Linked DNA regions of Zea mays: region 1 is linked to region 2. A link is a contact called in public Hi-C data. All regions are on one chromosome and are shown on one strand. Each heading gives the region's core, a stretch centred on a gene start, on an enhancer-like site or on the middle of the called end of the contact. The rest is flanking DNA. Distances are from core to core; before and after follow the strand shown. Region 1 holds the start of LOC103636359. Region 2 holds the start of LOC103636358.

What was found. A called contact is a pair of places that touch in the nucleus more often than the background predicts.
Region 1: a Hi-C map of ear shows a contact between it and region 2, with 1.9 times the contacts expected there. The contact joins the promoter of LOC103636359 here to the promoter of LOC103636358 in region 2. A contact is called at or near these places in 4 of 25 Hi-C or Micro-C datasets (bundle sheath, ear, leaf and 1 more).

What each region holds. Positions count from the first base shown.
Region 1 is chr8:168,495,255-168,498,555 of Zm-B73-REFERENCE-NAM-5.0, reverse strand. It overlaps LOC103636359, which reads right to left and starts at 1,281. Exons shown (of 1, transcript XM_008658719.4): 1 at 1-1,281. The coding sequence starts at 948. The coding sequence ends at 49.
Region 2 is chr8:168,347,621-168,350,809 of Zm-B73-REFERENCE-NAM-5.0, reverse strand. LOC103636358 reads left to right here and starts at 1,756. Exons shown (of 3, transcript XM_008658718.4): 1 at 1,756-2,192; 2 at 3,109-3,189. The coding sequence starts at 1,880.

The DNA.
Region 1 (3,301 bases), core at 32-2,531, 150 kb before region 2:
AAGGGACCTAGAAGATAAACAAACGATGGAGGCGGCGAGCTCGGTCCGTCAGAAGATGTCGAGGATCTCCTGGATGAAGCCGTTGCAGAGCGGGCAGTTGCCGCGGCTGACCCAGAGCTCGCGGGAGCAGAGGCGGCAGAAGGTGTGGCCGCAGGGGATGAAGGCGGCGCCCTTGTGCCGAACCATGCACACGCAGCACACGTGCACCATCTCATCCTCCCGGCTGTCGCAGTCGTCCTCGTCCTCGTCGCCCACGGCGCCGGCCCCGCCTTTCTTAAACGCGCCGCCTCCGCTCTCCTCCTCCTCATCCTCATCGTCGTCCCACTGGTTGTCCGTCTGCCCCAGCAGCGCCATCAGCGACATCTGCGCCGCGGGCGCCGCCGTCTTTTCTTCGTCCCCCTCGTCCTCGCCGTCTTCTTCCTCTTCCCCGTCGCCGTCCTCGTCCTCGTCCTCGTGGCGTCGCTCTTCGACGTCGCGGAAGTCGTACGTCGAGAGCCGCCTTGAGCTGGAGCGGCAGGAGGCGGGGCCGACCCGGGTGGACGCGACGCGCGAGAACGTGGGCGTCGCGCGGAGCGACGGCGCGCGGGAGAAGGTGCGGGAGAACGCCGCCTCCGCCTCGCCGGGGTTGTAGTTGTACTTGTTGCTGCGGTTGTTAGCGCTGCTGATATTGCTGAGGCCGCCGCCGTTCGCCGGGGCGTGGGCCGCGGCCGCGCCGGTCTTACGCCTCTGCCAGGCGCCCGCCGCGCGCCGGAGCCGGAGCCGGTCTCGCAGCTGCTTCCAGCCGGTCGTCCTGCCGCCCCCCTGCGCGTCGACGGCCGAGGGGCTATCACCCTCGCCGGCGTCGGCGTCGTGCGGGATCTTGAGGAAGTCGCGGATGAGCGGGTCGGGCGTGGACAGCTGCTCGGACAGCGTCATCGTCCGCCGCATCTCCGGCCGCCGGCCATCCATCTCTCTCGGCCGCCGCAGCAGGTAGGTACCTGGCTCGCGTCGGGGTTGGAGGCGAGGCGATAAGGTGGCGCCACTGGCGGTAGATGTGGGGAGGTGGCCGGGTTGGATTGCGCGCGGGGAGTGGTGGTGGAGAGGCGTTGGACACGGACACGGGGCAGCTTGGTGCTTGGAGCGGATCTCGCGGGCTTTTTTAAACTGGCGTATATACAATTACCGCAACCTGCGGACAATTGGGCCCAAATTTCCGAAGTGCCATGCATGCGTAATCGCCGGCCTTCCTATTTCTGGGTACAGAATTTTTTTATGAGTTTCACGCCACTGGTTTCAGTTTAGGGCCATTATATTTGTAGCACGCAATTTTAGGTGCAAAAAAACGAGGAATTTTATTTCCATGAGGATACAAACACAAGAAACGATTAAGATACTAACATGCTATCGACAGTACTTGATTGTGTTAAGGTATTGTAGGAAATTTAGGTAGACTGGATAGATCTTCTTGTTATCTGTTGTAATTATGGCGGTAATGAACTCTAAATTTTATAGTACAAAATTGAAGAATAAGATCAGACACTATTTCTATTTATTTTTAAACTAAAATTAAAGAATTATGATGAAATATTTGAATCGTGATTCATTATCACTTCTATTTGTAACTTTTGCTCGAATTTTTAAGTTTGTGTACCAAGAGTATGTATTCTCTTAATGTATCGCTCTTGTTAACCTTTAATATAAAGCTTCTTTTATCAAAAAAGATTGTTTATTGCTCGAGACCTCTAGTGAGGTACTTCGTACAACTCACTCTCACATTATAATTAGAGCCAATTTGCTAATGGAACTCATCTATGTGACAAGATCTAGATGGCTAAAGAAGGATGAATAGTGTACAATTTTATTTCATCTTTCAGGACCATAAAATACTAGAACAAAGTTTGATTAGAATAAAAGATGATGTCATGACGATAATGCAACTTCTTGTTCTCACTCTCCTTTCACCGTTGGAACCAGGAATTGTCACTTGCCATCTCATCTCCTGCTGCTCTGAAGTCTGAGCTGGAGTCGTACATTATATACCATCAAGGTCTTCTAATTACATTACAGAAGAGAGAGAGAGAGAGAGAGAGAGAGAGAGAGAGAGAGAGAGCAGCGTGGAGTGTCGGTGTCCAAGTATAGATGCAGAGCGATCGCAGAGATTGTTGCCGTTCTCCTTCAGGCCTAGAGTCTCAACTCTGAACTGAACAGTGCGTTCTGATTAGCACACAGGGAATCAGTACCGTTGCTTCACGAGGCCGGTTACTTATTACCGGACTGGATCTGACGGACGGAGGAGCAGAGCAACGAAGCATCAGCTGCTGAGACACTTGTTTGCCTTGGCAGCAAGGAGACGAGCCGTGATTACGGGTGATTGGGCGCCACGGACATCCGGTGCCGGTGGGTCCGCCCAGGAAGGCGCCGCGCCAACAACCTCTCCCGGCCCCCGGCCAGGCTGTGACCGTACGCCACGCCTCTGTGTGTGTGTGGGGGGGGGGGGGGGGGGGTGGGACGGCACGACGCTTCATCACTCATCCGTGCGACCGTGCCGGTGTCGAGCGGCAGGCCCGGCTCCGTGCGCGCTGCGCGGACGCGTGGCGTCGATGGCGCGGACCAGCACGAGGCCGACCACGGGCGCACGGCGCGGAGTCAGACAGCATTGGGCAGCATTCATGGGCATGGCATGGGCCCAATCCCTGTTGCTCTTCTTCCACCGTCAGACCTTCCCTTCGAGTTGGAGACATCCGTCGACCTATACTGTTTCTGCAGTGGGGTTAAAGGTTCGTGGTTTCAGAAACCATCCAAATTACAAAACCAACTTCAAGCCCACATCTCGGAGATCTATGGGCCTGTTTGGTTCAACTTTTTTCTGAACAGCTTTTCCGAGAATCTAGTTGTGGGAGAATCTGTCTGCGTAGAGAATCTGATTATCATTAGAATTACGTGCGGAGAAAAATAAAGTTGTCAATGGGCCCAGGATCTATAAAGTAACGGATTACTACTATTGCGACGACTCAACCGATTATATATTCATGTTGATTTTGAATGGTTTTACCTAAACAAATTTTATAAAAGCTGACTGAAAAACTGAGTGTTTGGCAGTCCGCAGCAGCTTTTGGTGACCAGAAGCTGCGAAAAACCGAAACAAACAGGGCCTATATAGCCTCACCAAACCCACCATCATGTCCATATTAATCAAACTAAACCCAGCTACTTCGCCTTTCCAATAAGAGGGGGGAAATGCTACAAGCTACAAGCGTGATGCGTACGTCTTCAGTCATAGAACATGTCATCTAAGGGTCTGTTTGAAAACGCTGTTTTGAAA
Region 2 (3,189 bases), core at 507-3,006:
AAGACACTCACATTCTCATGCCCTTCTCAGATTGACGCCTGGTGCGGATGCCTCTCGGTTTGGAGCTGCTCCGGTTGGGCTTTTTTCTCCGCTTGCGTGCTCTCTCCCTATATATCTAGCGGCATACTACCTATGTCGTCTCCATATGCCCAGGTCTTCGTCGTCCTTCTTCGGCAACGAACAGATATGTCCGCCTCTTTTCTTCCCCTCCTCTTCTATGAAACCTTGGAAGTGGGGGAGACGAGGGATGAAGGTCTCTGATTTGCTGCCTATGGTACCCATGCGTTCATAAAAATATTATGCGACGGAGATAATTAATAAAAATCTTGAGATATTTTTATGGATAATTTAATTGAATATTCTTGTGACCCGTGGCAACACAGAATAAAAATTAGTTCCCCAGAAATAAACACCTACTAGTTTGCTGCGGTCTGGACCCGGACCCACGATTAGGCCTGGGCATTCGGTGTAATCGGTTTTTTCGGTTCGGTTTTTTCGGTGTTGTAGAAGTTCGGTTTACAGACAGAGCAGACCGATCTACGCGTCTCACAAAAGAAAACCGAGCTATTCGGTTTTCAGTTTTTCGGTTCGGAGTTCGGTTTAAACTGAACATCCGAAATCCATCGCAGTAGTCAACAGAGCTACACGCCTACACGTATGGCTGTTTGGTTTATTAGCCACAGCCCACAGCTTATATTATTCACAAAGTGTGCTAAACAAAGTACTTGAGCATTACAATTTACAACCGAAAGAAACATTTGAGATGTACAAACAAATCAAATTATTAGTCTGTTGCAGACTTGCAGGCGGCTGGAACAAATCGGATACAGCTAGAACAAATCAAATTATTTCAGTTGCGGGCGGCTGGAACAACAAACTTACAAACCGGTAGGGGTAGAACAAATCAAATTATTTTCAGTAGCCCACCGGCCACCGCACTGTCCGCACAGTCGCACAGACACAGTCGCCGCCTCCTCTTGCAGTCTTGCTGCCACAGTAGCCCGCAGGCGTGCGCTCGTGGCCCTCAGCTCGACCGCTCGTGGCCCTCAGCTCGACCGCTCGTAGCCCGCAGGCCGCAGAGCTGCCGCTGCCGCCGCCGCCGGATTGAGGCCTTGCGCACTGGTTGGCGGTTGGCCGCGTGGGGACTGGGGAGCGCCGGAGCGGGGAACTGGGGAAGTGGGGAGTGGGGAGCGCCGCCGGTCTGTCGAAGTCGAATGGATTAGGGTTGGAAGTTGGAACTGAAGGAGGGCCGCGTCGTTGAGCGTCTGGTCTTGGCGTCTTGCCGACTAGGCGACTACCGAGTTGGCGCAGAGAAGTTCTCAGTCGCACGGAGAAGTGGGCTATGGGCTATGGCATATGGGCCGATTACGGTAGAATGGTGGGAGTGGGACGCATGACGCTGATATTTCGGTTCGGTGTTTTCGGTTCGGTGTAAGCCTAAAACCGAGGCCGACACCGAGAACCGAAGTTCTCAGGAATTAAAACCGAACCTGACACCGAACCCCGAAAAATCGAAACTTCGGTGCGGTTTTCAAATTTTCGGTTCGGTAATTCGGTTTCGGCTTAAGGGATTGTTCGTTTACGTCGGATTGCACCCGGAATCGTTTCAGCTAATCAAAGTTTATATAAATTAGAGAAGCAATCCGGTTAGGAATCGTTCCGACCCACTAATCCGGTACAAACGAACAAGGCCTAAAAGTGCCCAGGCCTACCCACGATTCACCCGGACCCGACTCCCCGAGTCCGACCGCGCGGCGACCCTTCTAGACCTCGCTTCCCCCAAAAGGCAGTACCGCAGTCCGCAGTAGCAGCAGCAGAGTCCAGACCGTTCTCCGCCCCTCTCCCCGCCACGCTCTTCCGGAGAGCATCGCCGGCCGCCATGGGCTCGCCGCTCCGCACCGTGCACCTCCGTCGCTCGTCGCCCTCGTCGCCAGCGGATACCGTGGCGATCACGGTGGATGGCGGCTCAGGGGTGGACCTGGCCAGGGTGGGGCTCGCGCTGGGGCTGGACCCCGCCTCCGTCCGGCCCAACGGCTACTTCCTCAGCCGCGGCCCTGGCCACGTCTGCTCCGCCGTCACGTGGCGCGCGCTCCTCGCCTTCTTCGCGAAGCGCGGGCTGCCCACCGGCGCCGACGCCGCCGCGCCCGTTGTCGTCCACGGCAGGCCCGCCGCGCCTACTGCGCCGAGCTCAGGTGCGTTGAGGTTTGGGCCTCGCTCCCTTAGGAACTCTGATTACTTCATTGATCGTGATCCTATTGCTAACTGGTAGGGAAATAACGAGCGGTATCTTTGAATGTTACAATGTGCGGTCGTGGTTGGGTGATCGACGCCTCTGTTCTTGCAGTGTTCGGGATCATATACATCACATTGTTATGCCCTTTTACTAGCTTCAGTGATCAGTAGTATCAACCAGTTTATGAAATTTGCAGCTACATATATTTGGTCATTTGGAATGAATGATCAAATACCACCAAAGATGCAGAGTGTGGAGCTACTGTCTACTGAGCCACTCTAATGTTGCCATGGACCATAAACCCCATAAGTAACGCACATGTTTGAGATTGACAACTATAAATTGTATATTTATTTCTGAGGTTATCAATGCTGTCGATTTTCTATGTATCACCTGTTATGTACTCGTTTCACACATTTTTTTAGTAAAATCTTGTGGCAGACGATAATGTTTGATACTCTATATTATTCTTCAGTATTCAGTGTCGTTGACGATTTGTCACTTCATACTCTATTATTCTTCAGTAATCAGTATTGTTGATGGTTTTTCATTTGTGTTGTGAAGTACAGTAGCGGACCCAGCTACTACGCTTAGGCTGTGCCAGAAAAAATATTAAAAAAAAAACAGAGATCAACAAGACTTGAACCTTGACTACCAAACTCAAAAGATAGTACTTACACCACTATGCTAACTAACCTTATACAATTTTAGGGTGTGCCGTGGACCATATGGACCACCCACTGGGTCCGCCCCTGCTCCCGTAGGAGGCCCTAGGAGTAAACCAGATCTATATCTTCTTCCTCCCTCTACTCCTGCCACTCCTTATATAGAGAGGTAACCCTAACTTAATAGCTAACCAACATTATATTCTTCAGATTCTGCAACTCCTCCATGCCCAAAGCGAAAATCTGGAGTCGAAGTAGAAAGATGTCCCAAGAAGAGCAAGCCTCAAGAGA